Regions from separate parts of the Sus scrofa genome. Here region 2 is linked to region 1. Evidence: chromatin contacts called from public Hi-C data. All regions are on one chromosome and are shown on one strand. Each heading gives the region's core, a stretch centred on a gene start, on an enhancer-like site or on the middle of the called end of the contact. The rest is flanking DNA. Distances are from core to core; before and after follow the strand shown.

Evidence for each region. Hi-C and Micro-C count contacts between places; a contact is called where the count stands out from the background.
Region 2: a Hi-C map of liver shows a contact between it and region 1, with 3 times the contacts expected there. The contact joins the promoter of TFR2 here to the promoter of LRCH4 in region 1. A contact is called at or near these places in 4 of 47 Hi-C or Micro-C datasets (heart right ventricle, liver and skeletal muscle).

Annotation. Positions count from the first base shown.
Region 1 is chr3:8,509,167-8,513,252 of Sscrofa11.1, reverse strand. It overlaps LRCH4 (leucine-rich repeat and calponin homology domain-containing protein 4), which reads left to right and starts at 1,911. Exons shown (of 23, transcript XR_002342282.1): 1 at 1,911-2,258. It overlaps FBXO24 (F-box only protein 24), which reads right to left and starts at 1,827. Exons shown (of 20, transcript XM_021086233.1): 1 at 1-1,827.
Region 2 is chr3:8,551,922-8,556,007 of Sscrofa11.1, reverse strand. It overlaps TFR2 (transferrin receptor protein 2), which reads left to right and starts at 2,015. Exons shown (of 19, transcript XM_003124374.5): 1 at 2,015-2,096; 2 at 3,237-3,296; 3 at 3,538-3,787; 4 at 3,887-4,073. The coding sequence starts at 3,264. ACTL6B (actin-like protein 6B) reads left to right here. Exons shown (of 12, transcript XM_013995471.2): 12 at 1,349-1,686. The coding sequence ends at 1,465.

The sequences.
Region 1 (4,086 bases), core at 662-3,161:
ATGCCTTTTTAGCACTAATTCTGTAGAGAAACCCTGGTGAATTCTTCACATCTCAGCAGGCCAGAGCCTCCACGGGATCTTTACCTCAAAGATATAAACTCAAATAAAAAAAAAAGTTTAAACTCAGTTTGACAGGTGAGGGGGAAGGTGACCCTGCTAACTAGAGCACCTATCTCATGAAAGCACACATGAGATGAAAGTGGGTACAACTGAGCTCATGCTTTCCAGCCTCATGAAACACATCCAAAGGCGGACAGTTTTCCAGGGACAATAACATGACTGCACATAGAAAGGGCAGCCTATTAGGTGGAAGGAAGGGACAGGTTTACTCTGAAAGCGTAGGATTTCTCCCAGAGTCTAAGGTGTTCACTTAGTCTTAGGGGACAGGTGGGGGACACGGATGAGAAACAGCAGGAGTGGGGCCTGTGTCTGTCCCTGTGGGGGCAGAGGATCTGCACCAGTCCAACCAAGGAATATCTGGATCTTCCCGGAACTCCAAGGAATCCAGGCCTGGACAACCAGCCCTCAGCTGCACAGTACTATAGACTCATTCGTTTACTCTGCTGGTGAACAGACTGTCAGCCAGCCAATCAAACTCCCTTATTCAGGGGGCCTAGTAAACAGCTAGTTTGGGACACCTGGGATGGAATTTTAATAACTCAATAAATGTTCTGGAATGTCAGCATCTGAGATGTGACTTATGGGAAAGAACCTTGAGCTATTTGTGGCTAGGTAGCTATTAACCAATTAAATGGACTATATTGGGTTCTTATGCCACTTAACAGGATGTTAAGACTCTCCGTGGACGGAGCAAGAATCGGTAACTTCCTCTTGTATTTGGGTCCCCTTTATCCACTCAGTTTCACTTCGGGAGACAAAGAAGAGGATGCGAACAGAAAAAAGCCCACTGCAAAAGTTGATGCAGGGGGAAGGAAGCCTGGCCTCTAGAACGAGCTGTCGATAACTTGCTGTTTGCTCTTGACAGCTCTTCCCTCTGTCTCACTTTCCTCGTTTGTGAAACGGCGGTCCTCTTCTAGATGAGGTCCCTTCTAGACTAAGCCCCCAGGTCTGATCATCACAATTTGCCCAGGCGTACTTCTTTGGGCAAGGGGGCAGATCGGGCGGTTATTTTCGAGGATCTCCTGGTCTCCCGTAACCCTCCCTCCAGGAGTTGAGCTGGGCATCCCCGGTCCCTGGGAAGCCGCCTGTCCGCCCAGCCTCCGGAGACTGTCTCCGGGCCTCGGCCTCTGCAGCTGATATGACATTCATGGTCCCTGCGGTTGCAACGACCCCCTGTTCACTGGCCTCAGATATCGTCTTGCCTCCAGCTCCCCCTATACCCACAATCTGCCTGCTGCCACCACAGCAGGCTCGCTCCCTAACATGTCCAGCTCGCACACGCTACTGCAGTCCCTCTACTCCTTCCAGCCTGCCCAACACGCAGCGCTCACATTCTTTACGTCGGTCTCAAAGTTCTAGCTCACCCGCCTCCTTCTTAGTGAAGGGACCGCCTTCTCGCCCATGCTATTGGTAGATAGAGCCGTCCCTCAGAGAAGAGGCCGGGTCAGGTTCCCTTTGGAGGATCTAATTGGCCTTCTCGACAGTCACTCGCCTGTGTATGGCTTGCGATTTGTCTTCGTTGGAAAAAGAGACGGCCTTGCTTTTCACCGCCTCTATCATTTCAAGTGGAGCGCCGGCGTCCCCGCCTCCTGACTGGACCTGATTGGACCATCTCCACCCCTAAGATTTGTGATTGGATGCGGCTGCGCGGGGTGGGCCGGCCTGGAACGTCGGCCGTTGGCGAGCGCTCCATTCTAGTCCCCCTCCCGTGTCTCGCCTCACTCCAGCGCCGGAGTCCCCACCCCCCCGGCGGGTTCTGATTAGCCACTTCCGACGCGTCCCGGGACAGCGATTGGCCCGCCGGGTCCTCGAGCCCGCTTCCTCCCCCTGGAAGCCACTACGGCGGCTCCGAGGAGGGGGAGGGGCAAGGAGGGACGGCCGGTCCCGTCAGTCAGGCAGCGGGAGCCGCCAGGAGCGGATGGCGGCGGTGGTAGCGGCCTCACTCGCCGCTGGGGGTGAGGAGGCGGCGGCCACAACCTCCGTCCCAGGATCTCCGGGTCTGCCCGGGAGCCGCAGTGCAGAGCGGGCTCTAGAGGAGGCCGTGGCCACCGGGACCCTGAACCTGTCTAACCGGCGTTTGAAGCACTTCCCCCGGGGCGCGGCCCGCAGCTACGACCTGTCAGACATCACCCAGGCTGGTGAGTGCACCCGGCCCAGGGCCCCGCGGGGACCCTCGTTTGCATAGCCCCGCCCCTCGTTTTTCCTGGAGCCAGGGAGCCTGGCCGGCTCCCTCACCTGGTGGTCCGAGTTCTGGATTCTGCTGTTTTGCATAAGTCAGCTGCCACCCCTTCCCCATTTTAAGAACTACTAGACAATGAACACTTTTCTCGTTTGCACGGAACGCCCAGGGTCCCCGGCCGAGCGTTGTGAGAGCGCCCCCACCTCCGTTTGTCTTTATTTGCGTATCTGCGCACCTGTAGAATGGTCCCGCCCCTCCCCTAGTTTGGCTTATTTGCGTGACCTCTTCAACCTCAATTCTGATCGTTCCCACGAGCCCCTCTAATGACTCATTTCTCTTTCTGCACTTCGCCTCCAACTCTTTCCCCTGTTCCACCAAGATAGGAGCAGCCCCAGGTTCCCTGCGGCTTCCCATGGATTTGCCCCTGATAGCCCCAAGTTTCTGTTTCCTTTGCTCGGACCCGGCTCTTCACCCAGGCAGCCTGTGGGAGAAAAGCAAATCTCCCACCTCCCGCCAACTCTTTTCTCCCTGAGCTCTTCCCATTATCCCTAATCCCTTTATCTGCAACTCCTCCTCCTTGCGTGTGTGAGATCACTGTGGAGCCTGTGATCTCATAGAGACCCTAGAATTCCCAGTACAGTTTCTGCTTTCCCTAGGGGAGGGGACTTGCAGTTGCTGAAAGGAAGGAAATCTTATCTCCCAGCGGGGAGTGCTGGGAAGCTAGAGACCGTCTAGCTGTCCTTCCCACTCCCCCTACCATAGGCTCTTAACAATCATGCGTCTTCCATCCTGGTGTCTGTTGACGGTAGGGTGTAGGGGACGCCACTGTAACAGGTGAGTCAGGCCTCAGCTGCTCAGGAGGCCACCGCTGACCTTGGGCTGGCAGCTGGGGTGGGTGGGGATTGAGAGAGGGGTGGAGGACTGCATTCCCAAAGCCCCACCCCATCCGAGCCCAGGGTAGGACTTGGGAGCTGGATGAGAGTGTCCCCCGGATGACCCTGCCCTGGGACTGCATTTCTCCCCAGCAGGTGCCTGATCACCTGCAAACACCCTGTAGGCACTGGCACGCTCTCCTCTTCCTCGCGAACATTCTGGAGAGAACCAGTTGAAACCACTCGGCTTGTCTCGGGTTGCTAGGTCAACTAACTTGCCCACTCCGCAGCGAGTGAGTTCAGGGAGCGGGTGAGCCCCAGGAGCCATTCCCGACCCTCCCAGTCTCCCCCAGCCGCCTAACCCCCAAGCTCCAGATTGACCTCAGCAGCTGTGGGACACTGGCCGTCTGTTCCCTTGCCCCTCCCCCTTGCTTGTTTTTTGACAAAGACCAAATGTTATTCTTTACTTCCTTAGGGCCCTGTCTGTGTGCGTGGACTCCTGGGGAAAACTACCCAGAACTCCAGGCCCTCCCAGCTCCTGCCCCCTCCGCTCTCCTCCCCCAGCATTCCGGCTCAGGGTGCAGCCGCCCCTCCTGTGAGCCAGCCTGTGCAGGGAGGCGGGAAAATCCCAGCTTCCTGGGAACCCCTCTGTGCCCTGCTCTCCACGCACGAGTCCTCAGGCCTTTCAGGGCCCAGGTTCTAGGCCAGGCGGGCCTTTCTGGTCCCCAGAACTCTCTCCTCTGGCCCCGCTCCCCAGGCAGGGTGCTTGTAGCTTGGGGTGGAAAGGGGAAGTGGCAGAAACCCAGTCCGTGGTGCCCATACCCTACTCCCCACATCCCCTCGCCCTTTATCCCTGACAGACTACAGGCTCCACCGCTCTGCTGCCCGAGTCATTTGGAACCCTCTCTTCCAGCT
Region 2 (4,086 bases), core at 766-3,265, 43 kb before region 1:
CCCCCCCCAAATATATATATATATATATATATATAGTATTGAATCCAATACATCAAAAATATAATTTAAATATCATCAATATAAAAATGGAGGTGCCTTACATTCTTTTTTCTGGACTTAGTCTTCCATATCTGGTGCGTATTTGACAGGACTAGCCACACTTCGAGTGCTCGGTAGCTCAATTTCAAGTGTTCAGTGTGGCAAGGGACCCCTGGGTTTGGACAGGGCAACTGTGGAAGGTGAGAAAGGTCAAAGAAGCAGGTTTGGGGCAGGCGTGGGTGAAGATGGTGAATGCAGCTGTGGACATGTCCAGGGTGAGGTCCCTTGGGACACTAAGGAGGAGGTGTCCAAAAGACATCTGAGTATTAGGGTCTGGAGCTCAGCATGGAGATCCAAACTGGGAACCAGAGATGGTGGGAAGGGTGGAGCTTTGGCACAGGAGCAGGAGCAAACCCTAGCAGATGACATGGTCCAGGAAGGCGTGTTCTTTGAGCCACAGGACAGAAGCAGAGCCACACACACACACACACACACACACACACACACACACACACACACACACACTTGCAGGCAGAGGCAGAGAAACCATGAAAGAGTGGGTACAGCCTGAAATGCCCAGGACAGAAGCAGAGCCACACACACACACACACACACACACACACACACACACACACACACACACACACACACACACACACACACACTTGCAGGCAGAGGCAGAGAAACCATGAAAGAGTGGGTACAGCCTGAAATGCCCAGGACAGAAGCAGAGCCACACACACACACACACACACACACACACACACACACACACACACACACACACACTTGCAGGCAGAGGCAGAGAAACCATGAAAGAGTGGGTACAGCCTGAAATGCCCAGGACCAGAGACTCTCAAGGAGCAGGTTTCAAGGGGGGCGGGGGCCACTTGGGAGTAAAGACAGCCCCATCCTGATGTTAGGTGATGTCCATTGGTGAGGCGCGTGGAGAGAAGATTTTCTTGGGAAGTAGGGAGACTTGACATGTTTGTTAGGCCCTATAGGGTACCTGGAGAAGAAGAGGTATGGAGCGTTGGCCACTGGCCAGGGTCTGTAAGCACCACCTCCCAGCTGGGAAACAGCTATTGAACAGGTGCTCAGTAGATGCTTGTTGAATGAATGAATCCTGGATTGAACGACAGGCAGCGGGTGTTCGCCCTCTGACTACGAAGGGGTGGACTGGAAGATGGGGCAGGCTGGTGGTCGCGGGAGGGATGTGGGATTGAGAGGCAGGGAGGCCCGGAGGAGGGTTCCGGGGCGTCGAGCCTGCACGCGTGGAGTGTGGGGAGGCGCTTCTCTCTTCCTTCAGGGCCTCCCTGACCGCCAGTGTCGTCCCCCGACCCAGGGCACTTTCCAGCAAATGTGGATCTCCAAGCAGGAATATGAGGAGGGCGGGAAGCAGTGCGTGGAGCGGAAGTGCCCCTGAGGGCGCCCCCTCCTCACCCACAGGCCTGCCTGCAGCAGTGGGGGAGGGGACGCGAAAGGAAGGAGAGGGTTAACCCCCGCCCCCGTTCTTCCCGCCCCCCCCCCCGCCTCCCCGCCTCGGCACCGCAAGCTCCCAACGCTCCCACCGCCCCCTTTTCTTCCCCTTCCCGCTCGTCCTCTTAGATTGCGTTGTCGAACGGAGTAAAAACGTTTTAAGAAAAAGGAAGTTTGGCCTCTTTAGGGGTGGGCAGTGGGGTCAGGGTTCTGGAGGGAGAAGAGGGGAGGGCCACACCTAAATCCGCGGTGTGGCATCGCACGGTGGACGCCAGGGCAAGGTCTGAGGGCGGGGGCAGTGCGGCAGGAGCCACGAACGCCTCAGGTTTCAAAGGGGCCGCAATCCAGGGAGGATCGCGCAGCGAGAACCGGGTAGAGCCCCTCAATGAAATCCCCAGCGAGGAGCAAGAGTCGGGGCTGGAAATGGGAGTTGGCGAAGGGGATGCGGCGTCAGGGGCGGGACGGAACCGAGGGCCCGGCCCAGGGGCGGGGCCTGCGCGAGGGGTGGGGCTTGGGGTGGGCCGGGCTTCGGGCCTCAGGAGAGGCTGCACCTAAGCACCCCAGGACCGACAGCTCAGGTGAGCCGACCGACCGCTGTCTTTTCCCAGGGCGTTATAGGCAGTGAGAAGAGTGGGGAGGGGACAGAGGCACAGTGCGCCCCAGCAGCTGAGAACTTCTCTCCCAACTTGGGTAGGCACTGAGGTTTCCCAGGGAGACCCCTGACATCCGGGCCCCTGAGCCCTTCCATTTTAGAGCTGCGTGTCTTGGGGTCCTCTGCGGGGCTCAGGGACCTGCGCCCCTGCCTGAAATTGTAGGTAAGGCTTAGCAGTTTGTGCCTGTGATGTGTTGTGAGGTCCCTCGACCCCAAAGCTGTAGAAACCCATGTGGTCCAAATCCTTTGGTCGTCAAAGAGGTGCAGGTGCCCAGAGAGGACTATGACTTGTCCAGGGTCACCCAGCTCTGCCTATTCCATGGCCAGGACTCTCTCCATCGTTGCTTGAGGGGGCCTGATCCACAGATTCCCTGACTCCAGGCGGGCCCTGGTCCTGGAGCACTCACCAGTCCTGCCTGACCAGGTGCTCCCACCCTTGCACCTCCCACCCCAGCAGCCCACAGGAGCCTGCACCCCCACCCCCTTCAGTCTGATTGCAAAGGAACAAACACATGGCCAGACCAAAACCCAGGTCACACCACGTGGCCCCTCAACTAGGGTTCCCACTGGGGCAGGAGTCCAGACAGGGAGGGCAGCTTATGTGTTACAGGGTTTGGGTACTGGGGAGCCTGTAAGCAAGATGAGGAAGGGGCAGAGGTGTTCATGGTGGGGAGCTTAGGAGGGGGTCCCCAAGAACACTGGGAGGGGAGGAAGCAGGAGGGAAGAGGGGTCACCCACATCTCCACCCTCCCCAGCCATCAGCCCTCCTCCCCCAGCCCTGCCGGGAACTAGAGGCCAAAGTCTGCCCCAAGGTTAAAAAATTGATTGTTTTGCAGGAAGAGGGCAGGAGTGAACTGTGGAGGGATTGGCAGGGGAGGGCACAGCCCCTCGTCCTCTAGCCTGAGCCGGGGGGGCCATGCCTGGAAGGCTGGACTAAAGCCAGGACTGTGCCCCAACCCTGGGAGTGGGGGAAGCGAGGAACGGTCTGGGCTCAGGCTGCCTGCCAGGGCTGATAAGGGGCCTCTGGGGGCTCCCACAAACGGTTTATCACTGGTGGGGGGCACAGCCTGCAGGGCTCAGGAAGGACACGAGCATGGAGCGGCTTTGGGGTGTACTCCAGAGAGTGGTAAGATCGAGTGGGATTGGGAGACCCTTAGGCCTTCTCTCCAGGTTCTCAGCTCCCCCACAGACCCCAAGGCTGACCCCTTCCCTTCCCACCTCCAACTCTCCCCTCCAGCCCGCCTCTCAGGACCCTCTCTCCTGCCTAGTTTCATGGCACCCCAAAGTCCCTGACCCTATTATCGCTAGATTCCTCCCCATTCCCCAGGCCTCTTTCCCCAATCTCACAGCCATTGAACCCCCCACAGCAAAGGTGGTCCCCACGACCCTCCCAGACCATCTACAAGCTTGTGGAGGGCACCCAGCAGGGGCGCCTGGAGGAGGAGGAGGAAGACGGGGAGGAGGGGGCTGAGCCACCCTCCCACTTCTGCCCCATGGAGCTGAGGGGCCCCGAGCCCCTGGGCTCTCGACCAGCTCGGCAAAGCCTTGGGCTCTGGGCAGCAGGACGAAGAGCCGCCCCCTACCTGGTCCTGACCGCCCTGCTGATCTTCACCGGGGGTAAGATTCAGGCCCACTCCCAGTGGAGGGTCTGGGCTGGGGGAACATCTGGGGTCCAGAGAAGAGCACAAGGAGAATCTCCACCTTGCCACCCATCAGCTTTCCTCCTGGGCTATGTGACCTTCCGAGGGTCCTGCCAGGCGTGCGGGGACGATGTGTTGGTGGTCAGCGAGGATGTCAACTCTGAGCTGGGCCTGGACTCCCACCAGGGCACACTGTACTGGAGCGACCTCCAGGCCATGTTCCTGCGGCTCCTGGGGGAGGGCCGTCTGGAGGACACCATCAGGTAAGGATCAGCC